Linked DNA regions of Mus musculus: all the other regions are linked to region 2. The links are chromatin contacts, called in public Hi-C maps. All regions are on one chromosome and are shown on one strand. The core of a region is the stretch at or near the end of the contact, and the rest is flanking DNA. Distances in the headings are between cores, read along the strand shown. Region 1 holds the start of Trpm3 (transient receptor potential cation channel, subfamily M, member 3). Region 2 overlaps Trpm3 (transient receptor potential cation channel, subfamily M, member 3). Region 3 overlaps Trpm3 (transient receptor potential cation channel, subfamily M, member 3).

The links. A called contact is a pair of places that touch in the nucleus more often than the background predicts.
Region 1: a contact with region 2 is called in a Hi-C map of cerebellum, with 6 times the contacts expected there. A contact is called at or near these places in 9 of 484 Hi-C or Micro-C datasets (brain, cerebellar granule neurons, cerebellum and 5 more) and 5 of 130 datasets of targeted methods (bone marrow-derived dendritic cells, embryonic basal ganglia, embryonic stem cells and 2 more).
Region 3: a Hi-C map of cerebral cortex shows a contact between it and region 2, with 5 times the contacts expected there. A contact is called at or near these places in 1 of 484 Hi-C or Micro-C datasets (cerebral cortex), 1 of 130 datasets of targeted methods (embryonic limb bud) and 1 of 9 other capture datasets (embryonic stem cells).

The regions. Positions count from the first base shown.
Region 1 is chr19:22,446,064-22,449,753 of GRCm38.p6, reverse strand. It overlaps Trpm3 (transient receptor potential cation channel, subfamily M, member 3), which reads right to left and starts at 1,546. Exons shown (of 26, transcript NM_001362491.1): 1 at 1,295-1,546. The coding sequence starts at 1,471. It overlaps Gm27151 (predicted gene 27151), which reads left to right and starts at 1,172. Exons shown (of 3, transcript NR_168265.1): 1 at 1,172-1,776; 2 at 3,063-3,131.
Region 2 is chr19:22,882,804-22,886,737 of GRCm38.p6, reverse strand. It overlaps Trpm3 (transient receptor potential cation channel, subfamily M, member 3), which reads right to left. Exons shown (of 26, transcript NM_001362491.1): 10 at 2,754-2,854; 11 at 1,256-1,390. Among named protein-coding and RNA genes, the nearest start is that of Gm52388, 42 kb to the left of the region's middle.
Region 3 is chr19:22,594,705-22,598,260 of GRCm38.p6, reverse strand. All of the region lies in intron 1 of Trpm3 (transient receptor potential cation channel, subfamily M, member 3), which reads right to left. Among named protein-coding and RNA genes, the nearest start is that of Gm33649, 120 kb to the right of the region's middle.

The sequences.
Region 1 (3,690 bases), core at 297-2,796, 440 kb after region 2:
AAAAACACCCATAAGTGTAGAAATTTCAACCACTCCCTATGCCCTCAAATGTTCTCCTTTCCAAATATCCCTTAGGAAGCAAGTCATTGCCATGACAACCATAAGATGAGGTTTGAAGGGCACTTGGGGGCACACTTTGTGAAAGTTAATACCAGTTTGTGTTTAACAGGGTCAGGGAAACTCAGACAATGGGTCATATTTGGTAACGAGACACCACTTAGCTATTTAGAATTATCTGATCTGTCCACATCAAACCTAACCAGAATACCACCTCCCCCCCCCCCCCCAAAAAAAAAGGAGTGATTTATTCAGGGCTAATCCATCATTCCTCTGTTGCAGCCAGTTCCCTCTATGGTCACTAGTAATTAAATCAGAAGATCATATATAATAGGAAAAGGAGAATTAAGGACTTGTCTTGCCTGGCAAACTTTAATGTGGAACATTCCGTTATGCTCTCCCACCCCCACCCCCAAAGGTTAGCACGTTTTTCTTTTCTAAGCAATATTTCTCCTCCACGCCTTCACACTTTGTGTCCTTCCCTGTCAGGCAGAGGATGAAGGTAGATTCCCAAGGAGTTGTGAGGACTTTTTCAGCATCTTTAATACATTTGCTTCCAGAAACAGGAGCACTGTGGACACAACTAGCAACTGCAGCTCAGGTGTAGTAGGAATCTTTTGTGTAACTCAGAGCTAGATACGGCTTCCTTCCACGGATGCGAAACAATACTTTTCCACACTGACTCCAGTCCAGTGACCAAGAGATAGAAATGACCGTGCCTTTAAAAAGTCACTATGGGATAAGGTCCATTCTTCCTTTGTCTCTACCTGACTGACCACCTAGCCAGGGAGCTTTTAAAATAAGGAGGAGAATCCTTTGTTCTCTCAGGTTCCATTTAAGGGAAAGTGGGTCGAAGGGCTTCCCCAGGGAAAGAAAATGAGCTCTGGAGCCAAATGCAGAAGAGGAAGCGATTTCATGCCCACTATTATTCTCATCCTTCCAAATAAGAGAATCCATTGTTTGGCGGACTAATGGTTAAGAAAGGTGGGGATGCGCACAGGTAGCCCCATCCCTGAGACCGTATCTAATTCCCTAGTGTGGCTCAGGCTATCCTCCAGGCTGCGTGGGGGTGGGGGTGGGGTAGGGGTGTTGGGAACTCTCTCTAGCCATGGGTAATACAAGCCAGAACTGCATGCATTCTCACGCCCCAGAACTGGCGTCCCAGCCCAAGTGCGAAGTTGGGCGTTTCAACCTGAAAAGCAGAGTAAGAGCCATTCAAAGCAGCAAGTTACAGTACCTTGAGAAGTCTGACAGATGGGAGAAAGGCTGCGTGGCATAGCTTCCGGATGGTCCAATTTAGGGGTCGAGAAGCATCAGTCTGATTCATGACCCCTTCCAAATTCCACCGGGAAGACAAGAAACTGCAAATCTGGGCAGTGCCTAGAAAATAAACGGTCCCCCACGGCCCTGGCATCCCATGGTCATCTCCACACCTGCAAATTCCATTAGGGCAGAGGCTTCCTGGAACTTGGGAGTCTAGTCAAGTGGCGTTTCCTGAGCCCCTGAACCTTCTTAAGAAAGCCACCTCCCCTCTTCCTGCAGCCGTGCTCATGCATACCAAATGTGGCCGAATGGAGGCACGCTGCCTGCTGCTTCGGGGAGGGGGATGCTTGATTTCGAAGGAGAGGGACAGCCTGCACAAAACAGCCTGTGGTCGGAGTCAGAGGAGCCTGCTCCAGAATGCGCGCTCCCTCTCCTGCTCTCCTTCTGCAAACACAGGTCAGGCGTTGGGGGGGAACCCGGGCCATTTGCTTTGCTCTCTTGTTTTGGGGGGGAGCCAGGAGGAGAGCAAAAAGGAACAAAAATGAACCCAGAAGGAGAACTTATACTTTTTTGCACAAAGCATCTTTGAGGGGCTGGAAACTGGCGCAGGGGGAGGGGCTAGGACACCGGGAGGGAGAAGGGATGCCTCTGAATGATAAGATAAATGCTTCCTTTTTGATTTGTGTGACATAATAAATTGAGAGCTATCGTAGAATGGATCTATAGTAAAAGGAGATCCCTGCTGTGTTCTGAAGTCTTTTATTAACTATGATTGACAGTCTGCACCCTGATTGATACAAGCAAGCCCCATGTAGATGATAGATGGTCAGAGGCTTAGTCAAACTCGCACATACACACACAGGGAACAAGGAGTTACTCCTGTCACAGAAAGCTGTGCAAAAGAAGACGTTTGTGGCTTACCCTTTCAACAATAGTTGTTTCTATATTGGGGGATATTCCCACAAGATAGACCTTCTCTGCAACAAACTTTAACCCTTAAAGTGCCCTACAGGGTACTGTCCACAAAAAATGGTTTCCTTGAGTGTCCCCCTCTTCTCAATAATTTTTGAAGGAGGCTTTACAAAAGTGTGGCTCCATTGGAGCCAACAGTTTTTAAAGCTCCCATGGTGAAAGGGAACATGAGGGAACTTTTCCATTTAAAGGCAGAATTTGGCCAGTTTCACTTAAAGCAGGGAAGCTCAGGAGGGCTGGGTTAGGGCTGGGGGTGGCCCTTTCACACCTCTTATTTGAACTACCCACTCTCCCCAGACATTAAAGTTTAGTAGTATCACTGACAAAAGACTCTGCCCAGGAGACTCCCCACACCCTTGCCCTTCAAGTGTTTCTGGGGTACTTAAAATTTCCACCTTATTTCCTTTCCAGTGACTGTAGAGATTTTTCATTTTTAATTAACTAGAAGAAATGGGTAACAGACCCCTCCCCTTTCCACTCCTGAGACTACTGTGTATTCTGGGATAAAATCCAGAGGGGTTAGAGCAGATGTGCTATAAGCCTGCCTTTTAGGATCAAGAACAAAGAATGTAACAATACCTGACACCTGCATCACTGCGCCATTTCCTAAAGTGCTCCAGAGTCAGAGATGCTGAGTACTGCAGAACCACTGACTTGAACATTAAAAAAAAAAAAAAAAAATCCTGCATCGGATTAGTCTCTATTAAAGTAGTGTCAATGTAACAGGGTTCACATATGATTCATTTCCTGTCACCATCCTATGTCCACAGTGGGGAGAAGGACATTTTGAAGTGTTGGCAGCTGGGATGTCAGGCACGGTGCTGGGCACTTTTCATCATGTAAGTTCATACTCACATCAGTACTCCAAAGCAGATGCTGCTGTAATATTCCTATTTCAAAGATTAAGCAAGTGTCCCTCTCTTTTTCATATATATATATATGTATATATATGCAACAGCAATAAAGCCTTTACCTTGTTTTTTTTTTCTGGCCCTTTAATCTGACAAGAATTGCAACAAAGGATGGACTAAGTCCCTCACAGGTAGGTGTGCCATGTCACTGAGGTTTGTCTAACCTCCTAAATCCTAAAATCTGGCTTTAGTGTAAAAAAAAATGAAATCCTGGCCCTGGCCTTGGGCAATTTTCTCATCTCTTCTGTGCATTGGAATCTTTTATCTCCGAAATGGAGACAATTACACAACTGCATACCCAGGGGTTTCGTGAAACCCAATGAGCTAGTGGCAGTGAGGCACTGAATTCAGTGCTTGGCATAGAAACAGCCCCCTCTACCAGAGTTCATCTTCTAAGTAGCAAGTCTCTATTCCACACTGGCAACCCACTGACACTTCTCATTAAGGATAGTTTGTGTGTGTGTGTATGTATGTAGTACCAGGTAAT
Region 2 (3,934 bases), core at 1,053-3,552:
ACAGACATTGTGGCCAGTGAATCAAAAAGCAACCTCTGAAAAGAGGCTTAAATTTGTTACTGAGTTCTTTCTGCCGTTGTTGTTATTCAGAGATCTAGGACCTTTAATCAACTACTTCTTAGTCTCTGTGTATGTTTTACTCTGTGTATGTTTTACACTTTTGTGACTACAAAATTCATGCTGCATTTCCTATGCAGTGGGGGAGATGAGGCTGTTAGGTGATAGGTGACTTGGTTACAAGGGTACCTTCTTTGTAAGTGGAATTGAGGGCTAGACAGAAGTGGGTTCATATTTCTGTACTTCCAACCTTTCTGTCCTAAGAGGACAGCGTTTGCCCCTTCCAGTGGACACATTCTGGAAAGACAAAGTGACTCTCACTACATAGTGAAGCTCCTGGCACCTTGATCTTGGACGTCCAGCCTCCAGAACTGTGACAAAGGAAAGCATGTTCTTTATAAATTACTCAGCCTCAGGCATTCTGTTGTGGCCGCACAAATAGACTAAGACTGCCACAGTTTTCTCATCTGTGAAATGGTTAAAAAAAACAACATCAGTTCTTTAAACACACTTGGCTTTTTTAGTGAATGCCACTGCAAAGAACAGCCACTACCACACATGTTTTTGGATGATTCCAGGGTATTTTATACTTTCTATCATGGTGTGGGGGTGCAGGGTGTGTGTGCATGCGTGTGTGTGCATGTGTGTGTGTGCATGTGTGTGTGTGTGTGCATGTGTGTATGTGTGTGTGAGTATGTGTGCATGTGTGTATGTGTTTGTGTGCATGTGTGTGTGCATGTGTGTATGTGTGTGCGTGTGCACGTGTGTGTGTGAACTTAGTAGCTCCGAGGATGGCATGGTGATACAAGCTACTTAATAAGCATCATTTGATGGTTGGTGCTAAACCAACCCTCCTTGCACTATTTGTCACCAACACCTCCCTGGGCTTACAGAGTGCGTGTGTTCCAATTGACAGAGACCTGCTTGTGGTTTTGAGTTAGAATCTGAGAACAACGCCCTATGGTGATCACGACACCTTTTGCCTAAGATGCTGACAACTGAGCAGTTAGAACAAGTGAGTTCTTGGTGACTCGGTGTCTGTCGTCTATCCAGGTGTAAGGGAATGCAAGTGAGGAATGACGCATGCATCACAGGAGAGACAGGAAGAGAATCACAGGCATGGGGGTATGGGCAGGCAGGATGAGGGAAACAAACAGAAGAGAAAGAGAAATGAAAAGGCATCTTAGCTTGGCCCTACCGTATTGTACAGTTCCTCTAGTCTGGAGATGGTGAGAAAACGGTGCATGCTTACTCCATTTTCTATGAGTAATTTCACAAAATCCACTCTGTCCAGGACTAGGGCATCCAGCATGGCTTGCTCCAGGGACCCTACCTGCAATTCAAGATATTCACTTAGCCTGCCCACGTCAGAGAAGCGCAGTTCCTCCGGGCTCACCCAGAAGGCTTGATATCTGCAAGTCTCTAGATAAACCAGACAGAGCCAGTGCTCCGATGCCAGGTGGCACCCCTGGTCCTGGAGGCACAGGTCTTGGGAAACAGAAGTCAAGGACTCCAGGTCTAGAAGCTACTTTCTCTCCTAAATCTCTTTCTTGTTCTGGAGCCTCAGGATCCAAGGTCTTCCTCCTGATGGATTCTCTGGCTAGTTTTCTGCTGTGCCTGTACAGGTGGCACTAGACACTTTCCTGCCTTCCTTTCCTTCTTTCCTAGGCTCTGAATGAGAGCCCCGGCTGACTTGAGGATAGGAACCCAGGAAAACATAGCTGAGGGCCAAACAGGCCTGGACAGGTGTGCAGGTGTGTAGTAACGGACACTCCGGAGGCAAACTGGCGTCACATAACTTAAGAACAATGTATTTTCTGGGTTGGAGCACTGGACTGGCTGTGATTTGTATTCTTCTCACGTTCTCTCATTTTTTTCAACGTCCAGATTCCTTGACAAATACGCTCCCCGATTAGAAATCCTTGAACTCTATAAGGACAGGTACTCAGTGGTGGCCAGAGCTCCTGGGGATGGAAGGTTCAGAGAGTCTTACTTCCAAGCTGATGCTGGGCTGCCACCCGTGGATGCGTGCGCACATCACCCAATGGCCCATTTCCCAAGTTATGATTTTTGACAGCCAAATGACGGGGGAAAAAAAAAAAGCCACGGGCAGTTATATAAAGCTTTGGTTCACTTGTGCTGGGATAGGTCGACCTGCGCTCAACCACCAGGACCAGATGGTACCTGTACACAGAGGCCTGGCCCATTAGCAAACCAGCAGGAACGTGCCGCCATTTGGTGGCAGCAGCTTCCTCCTTCTGCTCGCCTAAAAGACAACCAGAAACATGCGAATCCTCTCTCTCTCTCTCTCTCTCTCTCTCTCTCTCTCTCTCTCTCTCTCTCTCTCTCTCTCTCTCTCTCTCTCTCTCCCCTCCCTCCCTTCCTCCCTCCACTCCTCTAAATTTTAACTTTTTTATAACTGTATCTTTAAAGATTGAATAATAAGATAGGCTATGCGTCCAAAAATTGCTAAGAGCCAGGGAACCTTTAGTGGTGCGCTTAGCAATATCGTCCACTAGGTGACAGCATGTTCCCAAACACGAGACTGCTGCCCAGCTATGCTATGCAAAAGAAGATTCCTCCATCCCCGCCCCAACCCCGCCCAAATTTCTGATCCACTTTCAAAGGTTCCGTTAAAAACCCTTGTCAAGCGCATGGTGGCTTTTCAAGGGTAACGACTACGACGTATACTCTACCGGCCACTGCTGCCCGTAAATAAAGATCTGGCTGCGAGCGATGTCAACTCTGTTCCAGGCTAAAGCTAAGCTCAGTTGGTCTGGGGCGGATGCATTGGCACCTGTATAAAGTGGGACGGAAAAACAAAACAAAACAAAACAAAACAAAACAAAACAAAACAAAACAAAACAAAAACAAACAAACAAACAAAAAAAGACAAGAGAAACACAGTAGTTAGTTATGCCACGAAGACCCTTCCAGTCACTTCTTCATCGATTCCTCTTCTCCACAACCAAGCCGTGTGACTCCATTCCACTAATGACATTTTGTGTGTGTGTCTGTGCGCGCGCGCAGGGGGATCCTTCTTTGCCACGGTCTGTTTTCCTGTGCACTGTAGATCTATCTTCTATCTATCTATCTATCTATCTATCTATCTATCTATCTATCCATCCATCCATCCATCTATCTACTGTTTATTTTAAAGACAGGATGGGGCACTCATTCCTGGCTTGGCTTCCTCGATGTTGGAATAGCAGGTGAGTGTCGCCATGCCCGACATCGATTGCATTTCAATACCCAGTAGCCACGTGTGACTAGAAGCACACATAACATTTCTGTCTCTACAGAAGGTTCTGCTGTGATAGGCATGTTGTCCACACATGCGGCCCCTCAGCAGCTGCCTGTGTGGCTGAGAACAGGTACAGCCTAGAAGGTAGTGGGAATATCTTGCATCCTCTGCTGTCCATCTTGTGGTTGGGTGAGATAGGACCTCTCTAAGCCACTGTTCTGCCAGCTAGAAAATGAAAACAATAAAAATTATCCTATCTTATTTAATAGAGATGCCCTGCGACCAAAATGGAATCATATATGTGAGTTCACATGCCAACAGGTTTTTTCCCCCATTGATACCCTTGGCGTATGGAATAAGAGACCTCACTGCACCCTGCTCCATTTTTACTCTACTGAATATCCTACTAGCAGGGGAGAGGAGAAAACAGAAAGCACTCTCTTTTGGCTCAGAGAATTTGAAAAGTGAACATATGTTTGGCAAGCTCTTAGGAATTTCCATGTGTTGTGCTAAGGAATGTCCCAAGCGGTCCTAGACTTTGGCTCTTGCTATCTGCACCGGGCAGATGAAGATGCTCAAGTCCAGGTTGGCTAGAGTGACAGGGAAAGGTCACACATCTCCTAACAGAATGCC
Region 3 (3,556 bases), core at 76-2,575, 290 kb after region 2:
GACCTTTTGTAACTGGAATTGCAGACTGTTGTTAGCAACCATGGGGTTGCTCAGATTCAAGCGCTCCTCCTCTGGAAGAGCAGTGAGTGCTCCTAACCACTGAGCCATGTGTCCAACTCTAGGTCTAGCTCTAAGAAACTGCATCAGGAAACAAACAAACAAACAAACAAACAACCAGACAGATGCAGACCAGCTTCTGAGAATGAACAGAATAGCTTCACTCTGGTCCCGTAGAGCCAAGGACCAGATAATAGAAAACACTGTGGGTCAGAATTGAGCCTATTGCAAACTATAAACAGCCATGTTTTTACTATGCAAACTTTTCTCCTCTTATAGAAACATAATAATTATGGAAAATAATGACTTTTTGATGTTTCTCTGCAATCAATCCTCAGCATGTGTAATGTATCAAGTGAGTACATTTTTTGGATTGAATAGTTTTGAACAAATATGCACACTATTTCATTAACGCGCACACCTGCACTCATCTTCCACAAACAATATTACATATCTATCAGAAATTAATTTTAAAATTATTCTAAAATGAATTTCCTGGTGACTGCTTACCAGTGAATGTTTGCTTTGTTTGTCAGTTTAACATAGCTACATCCTTAGGGTCATACAAGGTTTCTCAGGTGAAAAGAGGTCAGAGGTTGAAAAGCTCTAAGTCCACACTAACCCCGCACTAGGTAAAACACTTTAAACAAGTCCCAGGTAGGCACATTGCTCTGAGCCTGGATTGGATGGAATGTGTATGAAAGGACCCCAACCTCCTGCGCTTCAGCCCTCCAAGCTGCAGTACCTTGCTGTTCTCTTATTTCAACACTGATTTATTTATTTATATACTATTAACAGCATCTATTGGGAAAGGGACATGTCTCATGTGGCGTTTTAATATTTGTTTTTGAAAAGCTCTTATTAAATTAGTGCTTCAACTCCTACTCAGTGGATTCTTAGAATAGTAACTGGGTGATACACAGCAACACAGGAATGCACTCTAGTTACATATTTGAAAACCTTTTAAAAATACGTTTGGCTTGTAACTTTATTCTTTCTATGCCCATGCAAGTAAGGGCAAAGGATGGGAAGCAAGCCTGCTTGTCTTCTGTTGAGTCTGCGTTCCCTCTCATCTTTGGGGAGAAGCCTGGGCTTTTCTTGGGCTTCTTCCTTCGGTCCTTTGCCAGCTATGCTGCAATATGAATTCTGCCCAAGGTGCTGCTTGCAGAGGATCTAGAAAGCAGATCCAGCAGCAGCCTGGGACTGTTGACACATTCCTGATGAGGCTTCCCCAGGCTTTCCCGGGGAGCACTATGAGTCATTTTTGAGGTTGCTGCAGGCAATTAGAATGTGCAGCTACAGAGTTCCTGAAAACCAGAAGCCCCATTCTCTCAGCACCTGAGCTTCTGCAGCCCACTCAGCAGCTGTGTCAGTCTGTCACAGTTGTGTCTGCAGACTACCTGACAAGTCTTCCTGCCTCGGTTACTCCTCTCTCTCTCTCTCTCTCTCTCTCTCTCTCTCTCTCTCTCTCTCTCTCTCTCTCTCTCTCTTTCTCTGCAAATCCCCACTCTGTTACCAGAAGTCTCCTTACTGATCTCTTAGGTGCTTCTCAATTCAATCATGGTCTTTGCTGTTCAACATTTTTAGCTAAGCTGAAAACAAGTAGCAATCATACTAGCTTTTTACTTCTAGAGAACTCTTCAGGGCTGTAGGTAACAGTAGCACCTCCACGCAGACAGTTTAGAGCTGTTTTTGCCTTGAGTCTAGAAAGGCTGGATAGTCTAGAAGACTATGTTTTGATCTTACTTAGTTCCTTTGCCTCAACTAATTTTCTTCTTTTGTTTTCATATTTCACAGTCCTGCATCCTTCTCTATCCCACATGTCTGCATATTAATAGTATTGCTAAAACAGTATGTCTGTAGCTCTCGATATCTGATTACTTAACATACTGAAGTATCTAGTATGTGTACATATGCTAGAGCCTAGCCCACTAATTAGTATTGGCTACTGAAAGGTTGTCAGCATTAGTGACATCTTATAATCCTCATAACCATTCTACTCACCCAGTATATCAAGTATATTAGACGCTAGGAAACAGCCAAGCTGCCCAAGTTACACCACAGCCACCATAGAGCTTGCTGTGTTCAGCTAAAGTGGAAATCGAAGCAATGACGGGTTTCTGCTTGCCAGGAAGAACAATGACAACCTAGATACATGGAGCTCATGCTACCAGACATTGTTCCATGTCAGGGAAACCATACCCCGCAGCTTGTTTGCCATCTCAGTTCATGTGTGTGTGTGTGTGTGTGTGTGTGTGTGTGTGTGTGTATGCATATATATGTGTGTGTGTGGTGTCCATATCTTTGATCTTACAACACTTTAGAACTCCCAACAAAATGGAATCGTTTCTAGTTCACACTCGAGAAACTTGAGACCCAAGTAGGTTGCATAACATTTTGAAGACCACTCAGGAAGTTAGGGCAGGTATTAAGATTACAAGTGAAAATTTTTTTTTATCACTAATAATATTCGCCCAGATGATGAACTGAGATGGCAAAGAAGCTGCCGGACATGGGTTCCCTGAGATGGAACAATGTCTGGTAGCATAAGCGCCATGTATCTAGGTTGTCATTGTTCTTCCTGGCAAGCAGAATCCCGTCACTGCTTCAATTTCCACTTTAGCTGAACACAGCAAGCTCTATGGTGGCTGTGGTGTAACTTGGGCAGCTTAGCTGTTTCCTGGCTCCTAATATGCTTGGTACACTGGGCGAGTAGAGCAGTAATGAGGATGACAAGATGTCATTAATGCTGACAACCTTTGAGCAGCCAATACTAATTAGTGGGCTAGGCTCTAGCAAGTGCCTAATCAAATAAGAGGACCTCCCACCATGTTAATTGATCTGTTTGGCAAAGTCACTTGAAGGGCACCCAACTGAGAAGCCCAGGGACTTAAGTGGTTACTTGTTCAAGGATAAGCTTTTCTAAGAAAAGATAAAGGCATTGCTTTAGGTCTGCAGTGACAGACTGCAGGCTATACTTATCTAAGCATGAACGCAGAACTCAGTTCTAAGTATTTCTCTCCTGGAAAAAAAATAAATGATGCAAAAGAAAGTAGAGCCAGATTTCTACCAGAATAAATAAAAAATTTCCAATTCAGAAAGCAACGGATCCAACATTTTCACTGAAAGATTGTACTTTTAAGAATAAGAGGATGAGGGAAAATATGTACCTTGGAAAAAGTCAGCAAGGTACATGGAATAGGTGTGGCCATAAAGATGTCATTGTGACTAAAAAAGAGGTGTGTCTGTCTGTCTATCTGTCTGAGTGTGCGTCTGAGCGTGTGTGTCTGTCTTTTTGAGTGTGACCGTGTATGTGTTTGTCTGTTTGTCTGAGTGTGAGTGTGTATGTGTGTGTGTTTACGTACAGAACATTTGAAACGAATAATTCCTTAGTGGCCCTAATGTGAATTAAACAAATGGAGTTTAATTTTTTAAGTTCCTTTTCACTAGACTATGCACGGTTGCCATGACAAATTCCAGTTGAAAGTGGAACCTGTGG